2 separate regions of the Sus scrofa genome follow, and region 2 is linked to region 1. A link is a contact called in public Hi-C data. All regions are on one chromosome and are shown on one strand. The core of a region is the stretch at or near the end of the contact, and the rest is flanking DNA. Distances in the headings are between cores, read along the strand shown. Region 1 holds the start of CASC4 (protein CASC4). Region 2 holds the start of SERF2 (small EDRK-rich factor 2).

Evidence for each region. Hi-C and Micro-C count contacts between places; a contact is called where the count stands out from the background.
Region 2: a contact with region 1 is called in a Hi-C map of liver, with 5 times the contacts expected there. The contact joins the promoter of SERF2 here to the promoter of CASC4 in region 1. A contact is called at or near these places in 3 of 47 Hi-C or Micro-C datasets (heart right ventricle, liver and skeletal muscle).

Annotation. Positions count from the first base shown.
Region 1 is chr1:127,236,326-127,241,128 of Sscrofa11.1, reverse strand. It overlaps CASC4 (protein CASC4), which reads left to right and starts at 2,641. Exons shown (of 10, transcript XM_021096541.1): 1 at 2,641-3,291. The coding sequence starts at 2,965.
Region 2 is chr1:127,764,975-127,770,201 of Sscrofa11.1, reverse strand. SERF2 (small EDRK-rich factor 2) reads left to right here and starts at 2,684. Exons shown (of 3, transcript NM_001190206.1): 1 at 2,684-2,752; 2 at 3,370-3,478; 3 at 4,101-4,442. The coding sequence starts at 2,746. The coding sequence ends at 4,164.

The DNA of each region.
Region 1 (4,803 bases), core at 1,392-3,891:
CATATGCAAGTTCCACAGCCAGGTACTCAATCTGAGCCACAGCTGCAACCTATGTTGCTACTGCAGCAACTTGGGGTCCTTAACCCACTGCACTGGCTGGGGGTCAAACCTGTGTCTCTGCAGTGACTCAAGCCGCTGCAGTTGGATTCTTAACCCACCACACCATGCTGGGAACTCCATAACATTATTAATTATAGGTCTATAGTTTATTCAAATTTCCTCAGTTTTCACCTGTCATTTACCCACTCTAGGGTCCTATCTAGGTAACTACATTACCCTCTTTTGGTTGTGAAAGTTTTTCACTTTCCTTATTTTCTATGACTGTTAGTCTGTAGGATTATTGGTCAGGTATTTTCTAGAACTATCCCTCAACTGAGATTAGTTTGATATTTTCCTCGTGATTAAATAGGGTTATGAGTTTGGGGAAGACCACAGAGTGCTACTATCATTACATCATATCAAGGGTACATATCAACATGACTTATCAATGTTGTTGTTAACCTTGATCACTTGGCTTAAGGAATAGACTTTACCTCGAATTGTTTAATGCCTAATCTAGAAGCATCTATATGAAGGCACATATGCACTGTCTTCATGATATCTCCATTAGGGGGAAGAGCTTGAAGGGGTAACCATCAAAACAAAAAAATTTTTTTCAAGCTTCAACACTGCTTTTTTTTTTTTTTTTTTAATGTCTTTTCCAGGGCCACACCCACGGCATATGGAGGTTCCCAGGCTAGGGGTTGAATTGGAGCTGTAGCTGCTGGCCTATACCACAGCCACAGCAATGCCAGATCCGAGCTGCTGCATCTGCGACCTACACCACAGCTCATGGCAACTCTGGATCCTTAACCCACTGAGCAAGGCCAGGTATTGAACCCGCAACCTCATTCCTAGTCAGGTTCGTTAACCACTGAACCACGATGGGAACTCCAACCCCGTCATTTATTAGATGTATGATTTTGAGCAAGTTACTTCCATATCTGGAAAATGGAATAATAGTACTAAGTAGATAGTTCTTTAAGCGTCTGATGAAAAAATATATGTGAATGTTTTGTAAATAATATATTTTGCATGCCAGAATTCCATAAAAAACGCTTTAGGAAAGAGTAACATCTTAAGCAGTTAACATCATTTTATAGGTTAATTTTTAACTGCTGGCTAAGCAAAGCAAGGCCAACTTCCTTATGAAGTTGAGGAAAGAACAGGTGGATCCATTACAGTCAGGGTTTTCCCATTTTTGCCTTGCTCCTTTTTGCCAAAGTCTGCTTGTCTTTTGAGACTTGAGATTTCTTAGATCTTATGCCAGAGCAAAGGGCTCAAGTTTGATGTGAAGTAAATATTAATAATGTTGGTGGTGTTTTTCTGTATCTCTGAGAGAGAAATCATCATTCTTTGAAGGTGCAATAATTCTTCCAGGCTACCCTAGGACTATTAGGCAAGTAACTTTATTTTTGAAATGGACGGGAATACTAATTATTCAAAGATGACAAATCTTCCTGCCTCAACATCATACCACTCTGATTCAAATGAAAATACCAAAGTTTTTGTGTTTGGGGGGTTTTATGCTTATGGAAGTTCTTGATCCTGAGGTCTGAAAAATAAAGGGACTCCATTTTCTCCTTAAACAGGATAGCATCAATAACTTTTAAAACTTTTATGCAAGAAATATGCAAAAGAGGTTACTTTTTCTGCATCACTGTAATTAATGGCGAACATATAGCAGCAGTCAGCCTGGTGTAATGCAAACAGCAATGATGTTAGAGACCAGTGACCAGACTCAAGACTGGTTTTGTCTCAAACAAGATATGGCACTTTGAGAAAGTTTCTGGTATATTTTTGTGTGTTGGATTCCTCATCTGTAAAACTGTGTTGTTGAGAGATAAAGAGATTAAGCATGCAAAAACAATTTGTAAGACAGCTATCACATCAACTCCAAAACGTGCTTGCTGTCAGTATCAGCGTTAAGTTATCATTCATTGTGGGCAGCTTTTGGACTTTCTACTTGGAAGCCCAGCTCCAGGCAAAAGCAGCAGTGAGTTTAAGAACAGGGGCTCACACAATTCTGGAATTCTTTCCCTTGGTGGAGGCAGTAACCTTGGAAAGCGGGCTGGAACCACCCTCTTTTAGTCCTAAAGCTTAGTTTCTCTGGCTTTTCTCCTTAATGTTCGGGGCACCGCTATTTTATGGCATTTTTTTTTTTAGTTGTTATTTTTTCCTCCACATTGTTAGCACAAGCGAGAAAATCTACTGAAGCAAGTACAAAATCTTTCCAGTCGCCCTTTCTGCCCGCAGCTCACCTATGTGTTCCCTACATAGCGGTCGCTGCCTCAGATGTCCTCAAAAACAAAAAACTCTCACGAGGGACAGAGCAGGATAGGCATTCCTAGACCCCGGGGCAAGGGAATTGAGCAGGTAAAAGCTGAAGGGGATCCGATTCAGGTACACGAGCTAACCCAAGTCGCCAAAATAAATACAACACTCTTCCTGACAGGGATAACCCTCGCGAGATAAGACTGCGAAGATCGAGAGCAGCCCACTTTCTCGCGAGAAGAGGGGGTGTTGGCGGAAACTAGGAAATGGCCCCCTTGGCGACCCGGACTCAGACAATGGGCGGGGCCCGAGTTAAATCCACCCCCTTCCGGCTCTTTTCCCCGCCTCCTAACCCTGAGGTGTTGGACCTCGGGTGCCAGCGGCTTGCTTCTCCGGTTCCGCCCAGCTGTTGCAGAATCTAATTCAAAGCCTCGGGAAAGCGCGTCGGCCGGATTTGAGGAGAGGGGGCGGGGAGGGTCCAGCGGCTTGCGGCCCCGCCCCCTTCTCCGGCTTACAGGCGGACGATTCCGCCCGCCTCCTCCTTCAGCTGGCCCTGGGGCTGCGTCCCCCAGGCAACTCGGCAGCCGCGGCCTGAGCTTCTGCCTGCAGGTGTTGGCGCTGAGGCTCCCGGGCACAGCCTGCTTCGGCTCCATGGTCGGTTTCGGGGCCAACCGGCGGGCGGGCCGCCTGCCCTCCTTCGTGTTGGTGGTCCTGCTGGTCGTGATCGCTGTCCTCGCCTTCAACTACTGGAGCATCTCCTCCCGCCACGTCCTGCTTCAGGAGGAAGTGGCCGAGCTGCAGGGCCAGGTCCAGCGCACAGAGGTAGCCCGCGGGCGCCTGGAGAAGCGCAATTCGGACCTCCTGCTCTTGGTGGACTCGCACAAGAAACAGATTGACCAGAAAGAGGCCGACTACGGCCGCCTCAGCAGCCGGCTGCAGGCCAGGGAGGGCCTCGGGAAAAGATGCGAGGATGACAAGGTAAGGACCAGTCCTCTCCCCTCAATTCCCATATATATATTTTTTTCAGCTTCGTGGTGGGGTTGTTTAGCCTGATCCCGGTTGCCTTATGCCTTCCAGAATTGCAGCCTCGGAGGCTACCCTTACCGCTAACAACCCTATTTCTGTTAGACCTTAGCCAGTTTATCACCACCACATTTTCCGGTCCCTTCCAGACGAAACTAGCTCTAAGTTCTGGTTCTCAAGAGTGGCCTGTGTGTGGATGCCGCCTTTTCTCCAAGCTCAGCTGCTGAGCTGGCAGTTGTAAACATTTGGCCTATGTGGCCGGCCGCCTTACGTTTACAGATGGACAGATCTGGAGAATGCTAGGTTTGGTGTATTATTGCCTTATCTTTTATTCCGTGCACACCGATCATTATCAATTTCTTTATTTAAAGAATGGGGCCTCCTCTAACTACTTATTATTACTTAAATATATGGTCACCATATATTTTTCGACTATCTCTATAGGGCTCTGTATTAAGCAGTTAAAGATCAGCTATTACTGCCTTTTTTTGTGACGATAATGTTCTGATGGATGGGTTCTGGAACCATATATGAGCCATACTTGTGACTTGGACATATTTAATCAAAAATTATCTACACAATTTGAATTCTTAATGAATTAGCCAAAAAGATAGAATCTAAAAATATGTTCTAAGCCAACAGTCTTATGTCATTTTCCTCACTGATATTGAAAGGAAATAAAAAAATGAAATTTTGTATGCTTAAGTAGCTATTAGGGTTGGTGTTTTACTGGGTGGACAGCCATACAAAGTTTAAATTTAAAAAGTTTAGAGCTAGACTGGAACTAGACCCGGTACTGAATAGTCTTTGTTCTCACCAGAGTATTGGGAATTATGTTATTAACTTATGAATTATAATATTAACTTCTTAACATATATAACTATATATGTTTATTATATTATTAACTTATGTCCTATGCAACTTCTGTTGATATACTAGAGTGTGAAAATTTTTAGGTAGAATAAGTAGATGTCTTCCATTCTGGACCCTTTCTTGGTAATCTTCACATTGTTTTTTGTGTGTTCCTGTTATTATTATTATAAGTTTTTATATTGTATATTAAAATTATTTGTAGTAAGTCATTTTAAATTAAAATCTCCTGAGCTCCAGTTTCCTTATTGTCACCAGCCTCTATCTTACTTCTTATTTCATGAAGATTGAGACCCTCAGGTAAGTGCTTTTTTAATAATTTACACCTTCACATTAATATAGGCAGCTTCTGAGAAGAGCAACAGGTCGGCAAATTTATAAGCATACTACATACTGAATTCTATAGACTGAAAAATTCTCTTGGATGGAGTAGGCAGAAATCCATGAAATTTCAGAGTATTGAAATGAGGTCTTCAGACTTTAATGGTTAGGCTTTATTATTCAAATTCTCTCCAGTCTGGGAAAAAAAGGTAAGTATTCCGGTAATTTATACTCTGGATTCCATTTCTTTCATCTCTTGGATTATAATTATCAGTT
Region 2 (5,227 bases), core at 1,435-3,934, 530 kb before region 1:
TGGGAACTCCTAAGAGAAAAAATTTTAATTGGTATAGAGACATAGCATTAAGCAACATTGAAAGTATGAAAATTAAATGCTTTTCAATCTTCTGATTATGTCAATAGAAAGCTTCAGTTTGGAAGACTTATGCCTTATTACCCCTCCAACACTTGTTAATTTCTCTAAGAAAGAGAAAGCAGAAGTTCCAGTGTGGCACAATGAGTTAAGGATACAGCATTGTCACTGCAGCGGCTTTTAAGATTTATTTATTAAAAAAATCTTTTTTTTCGCTGTGGCACAAGTTCAGTCCTGGCCTGGGAATTTCCATATGCCATGGGATCAGCCAAAAAAAAAAAAAAAAAAAAAAAAAAAAGCAAGAGCGAGGACAGGCCCCAGGCTCAGTAATTTTGATAGTGACACTCTTCTGGTAGAAATTTAATAATATATTTCATTTTCATTGTATTTATTCATTTACTCATTTTTTTTTTTTTTGGTCTTTTCTAGGGTCTCACTTGTGGCATATGGACGTTCCCAGGCTAGGGGTCCAATTGGAGCTGTAGCTGCCGGCCTACACCACAGCTCACAGCAATGCCGGATCTTTAACCCACTGAGCGAGGCCAGGGGTCAAACCCGCAACCTCATGGTTCCTAGTCGGATTCGTTAATGACTGAGCCATGACAGGAACTCCTATTCAGTTTTTTTTTTTTTTAAATGTCATTTTCTGTTTCTTTTCTTTTTGGCTGCACCTGCAGCATTGAGAAGTTCCTGGGCCGGGATGGAACTAGCACCACAGCAGTGACCTGAGCCACAGCAATAAAAACTCTGGATCCTTAACTCCCTTCATCACCAGGGAAATCTTCATTGTATTTATCTATTTATTTTTTCATTTATTTAATTTGGAAGTTCCCAGTTAGGGGTCATATTGGAGCTACAGCTGCCAGCCTACACCACAGCCACAGCAACAAAGGATCTTAGCTGGGAGCTGCGTCTGTGACCTACACCACAGCTCACAGCAACAAAGGATCTTAGCTGGGAGCTGCGTCTGTGACCTACACCACAGCTCACAGCAAAGCTGGATCCTTAATCCACTGAGCGAGGCCAGGAAATGAACCTGCATCCTCATGGATAGTAGTTGGATTGTTTCTGTTGCCACAATGGGAACTCCACATTGCATGTATGTATTTATTTTAGTGATTTTTATTTTTTCCATTATAGCTGGTTTACAGTGTTCTGTCAATTTTCTACTGCACAGCAAGGTGACCCAGTCACACATATACATATACATTTCTTTTTCTCACATTACCATGCTCCATCATAAGTGATTTGATATAGTTCCCAGTGCTATACAGCAGGATCCCATTGCCTATCCATTTCAAAGGCAATAGTTTGCATTGTATTTATTTTTATAGTTACTTCATGTTTGTGGGCAAGCAGTAACTGATTTTAAATTTACTAAAGGAATATTAAGTTTGGGCTGTATTCTTCACTTAAAACTGATATAATTTTTTTTTTTTTTGGCCACGCCCCAGGCATGTGGAAGTTTCTTGGCCAGGGATCTAACCTGCCTGTGCCACAGCAGCTCCAAGGCAGATCCTTGAACTACTGTGCCACTAGGGGGCTTCCGAAAAATTTTAACAAGAAGTAGTAGTGATTACTTGGATATGGCAAAAATCATGAGAATTTCCTGAATGTGGTTTATTGCATGCCCATTAGCGCTACGTTGAGACAGAAGCAAGTTTGAAGTTCTAGCCTCAAGTCAGTTCTGCTATGGGCATTAGCTAGAGAAAATCACAACCAATCCCTTCCTGTGAGATTTCCTAAGCATTTCTCCTTTATCCAGTGAATTCCCCAGGATAGGTAGGGAGTCGTAGACAGATTAGCAGTGCTGGGAATGAGAATTCAGCGGGAAGTCTAATCTTCCCGCCCTATTCAACTACCAATTACAAGCCAGGTATGGCTGGTGGAGATAGTAGTAGAGAAAGCTAGAGGGAGAAATGGACATAGCATGTGCATTTCCCAATCTCTCAGTCTGTGACTTTGGAGTCCTTCAATACTTGCAAGCAACATATTTAAAGCTTCCGTGGCGATAAGAGTAGGATCAAATTTTAGGACCTACAGGATGTGGTTGCTTATTTCCATATTGGAGGAGTTTGGATGGGGGAACAATGGGGTTGGAAGGGAGTTTCTGAAGTTGCGTCTGTACGTGATTTTACAGCGTACGTGAATTCAGGTGTCCTCATGAGTGGCTCGGTAGCGGTGGGGAATCCTAACCACAGAGTTTAGCCCCAGAGTCTTGCGAAAAGAACCTGGGGGACCATTTCCGCCGCCGAGATGCCCCGCCCTCCGTCCCTCCAAGGTTTCCTATGGGCGAGTTTGTCTCCCAAACCTTCCCCGCATGAGGTCACTCTGCCAGGTCACGTGCTCAAGCCCGCGGGAGCGCCACATCGCCAGCCGCACCCCTCCACCCCCACCCTGCCCACGTGACCCGGCCTACTTTCTCCCCACCCGACCCAACGACTTGCTCGGGAAGCCCCGCCCCACGCCGTGCGCTCTGCCTACGAACCTCCGCCTCTCAGCCGTCCGGGCTCAAGCGTGGCCCGTGGCCCCACGTGTTTACTCCTGTCCAATGGGAGTCGGAGTCCGGGAGCGAAGGGGCGGGGAGGAAAAGACGACTTCTTTACGCTGCGAGAAAGGGGCGGGGCTTCCAACGTCGTTCTGAGCGAGGGGACGCAACGGAGGCAGGCCGGAGCCGCTGCCGTCGCCATGACCCGTGAGCACCGAATCCCCCTTCTCTTGCCCCTTTCTCCTCTTCACCCTGCACAAGACTGCCAAATCTCGGCACTGACCTCCTTTTGGCTTCGCCAGCGAGACCCTTCTCTGGGAGAGGTCTATAGCGACCCTCACCCTAGCAGCCCGGAAATCGACCCTTCGCCCACCGCCACTTTTTGAGAACCTTACCCCCACCGCCCCTTCAGGCAAAACCCTTCCCAGACCTTCCGTGGTGTGGGGAGAAGCCCTGTGCCCCTGTGGTGGACCCCGAGCTCCTCTACTCCAGATCTCTGCCCATCCCCCACAGAGATCCATACCACGTACACCCACCACCACCACCACCTGTCTGGGCCCCCATGCTGCAACGAAATTCGAAACTTGTCTCTAGCAGGCTTCTCGGGACTGTCGTCCCTCGATTTCCCAGTTTGACCTGCCCCGTGGCAGCTTCCGCACCCCCCCTCCCCGCCCAATCTGCAGTCTAGGCCCTGAAAAACGGTCCCGTGTCGACGCCTGGGGAATGAAGTATTGGACCCTACTGGTGTCCCGGGTCAGGGAACAGGGTTGTCGGTGTGTGGCCAGAAAGGCTCTCGCGTCTCACCTTTTACCTTTTTTCTTTAGGCGGTAACCAGCGCGAGCTCGCCCGCCAGAAGAATATGAAAAAGCAGAGCGACTCGGTTAAGGGAAAGCGCCGAGATGACGGGCTTTCTGCTGCCGCCCGCAAGCAGAGGTAGCCCCAGGGAGGGGAGGGGAGGGTGGGGTGAGACCTGGGTTAGACCAAGGGTTGTACCAGCAAAGAGAACTACCTCAGGGCTTACCATCTGGACTAGTCGTGAGGGGCAGAGTGCATTGTTTGCTCTAGGGTTTTATTCCTCTCACCTTCTAAATTGTTAGCTCACAGCCATATAGGAACGGACTGGGGCTGGTGCTTACTCTCGGTCTGATTTGTGAGTGCCCCCCGGGTCTGACCTTAAGGGCAAGGGCAGGGAACTTCACATTTCAAATGCAGTAGTGGTTATGACAGCCCAGTCCTTTTGGCCCTCCTTGCAGTTCATTTGTCCTCCCTTCTCCCAACCTTTCTCACTGGTGTTGCTGGGTGTGGTACTTGGCACAGAATAGCCTTGGGCCTGTGTGGCCAGACTTCTGACCCCTTGGGCAAAAGCCAGATAGAGACTGATTGCCTTTTGAGCCTCAGCTCTCTTCCTCTTGTTCTCCTAGGGTGGGAATATAGCAGCCACACGCTGAATTTTGTCCCATCCACTTCCATCTTATCCTTTGTGCCCTTCATCCCCCTGCATCTTGTCCTTTTTGCCCTCTGGTACCTCCCAGTGCCCCATCATCTCTACCCCCAGGGACTCGGAGATCATGCAGCAGAAGCAGAAAAAGGCAAACGAGAAGAAGGAGGAACCCAAGTAGCTTTGTGGCTTCGTGTCCAACCCTCTTGCCCTTCGCCTGTGTGCCTGGAGCCAGTCCCACCACGCTCGCGTTTTCTCCTGTAGTGCTCACAGGTCCCAGCACCGATGGCATTCCCTTTGCCCTGAGTCTGCAGCGGGTCCCTTTTGTGCTTCCTTCCCCTCAGGTAGCCTCTCTCCCCCTGGGCCACTCCTGGGGGTGAGGAGGTTACCTCTTCCCAGTGTTTTTTATTCCTGTGGGGCTCACCCCAAAGTATTAAAAGTAGCTTTGTAATTCCTTGAGCGCCTGGTTTGACTGGGGATTTGGGGGGTTGGGGATGGAGGAATGGCTGCCTGCCCTTTCCCACCAAAAGGGGAGACCTTTAGACTCCAAAAGGTTGTGGATATGTAGATTAAGTGAAACGTCAAAGCAAAAATCCTTTATTGTGCTACAACAAACAGACAAATATGTTGGGTACGTGGTAGAGAAATCCTCTCAGAACCGTAGGGACTTCTTTTCTGTGATATCAGTCCCACACTCGGACCTTAAACACCATCTTAAGGATGGGGTTGAGGTCCTAAGAAGGAAGGCTCCAAGACCTAAATGTATGCCCCTCTTCCTTATTCTTCCTCAGTTTGCTCACCTTCTTGAAAGTTGGCCCAGATCCTGCTGCTCATTAACTTCCCATGGCTAGCTGCTCTCAAGTGTTCACATTCTCTTCTGTTCTGTCATTCCTCATGGAATGAGGGTGGTTTTTGTCTTTCCATTTCCTTTGACCTCAGCATCAGGATTAAAACCCAGGGTAGTCTCTGCTCCTTTCTTCCTGTGTCCTGGTTTGTTCTGGGCTTCTTACATCCCTGTACCCAGGGCTGAACTACTTATTTTCCTTTTTATCTTCAAGGGCAGAGCCAACTAAGTCTTCAGTCCCCATTGGTCTTTCCCTGCCCCCATCTCCACCATGAGAGCCAGGAAAGAGCTGGTGCCACACTGTCTGCTGGGATCAGCAGTGGTTCCTGAGCTGCTGACTTAGTTAGGCTCTTGCTGCCGAGTTAGGCTCTTGAGCTGGGGTGAAGATGTAATGCTAGCG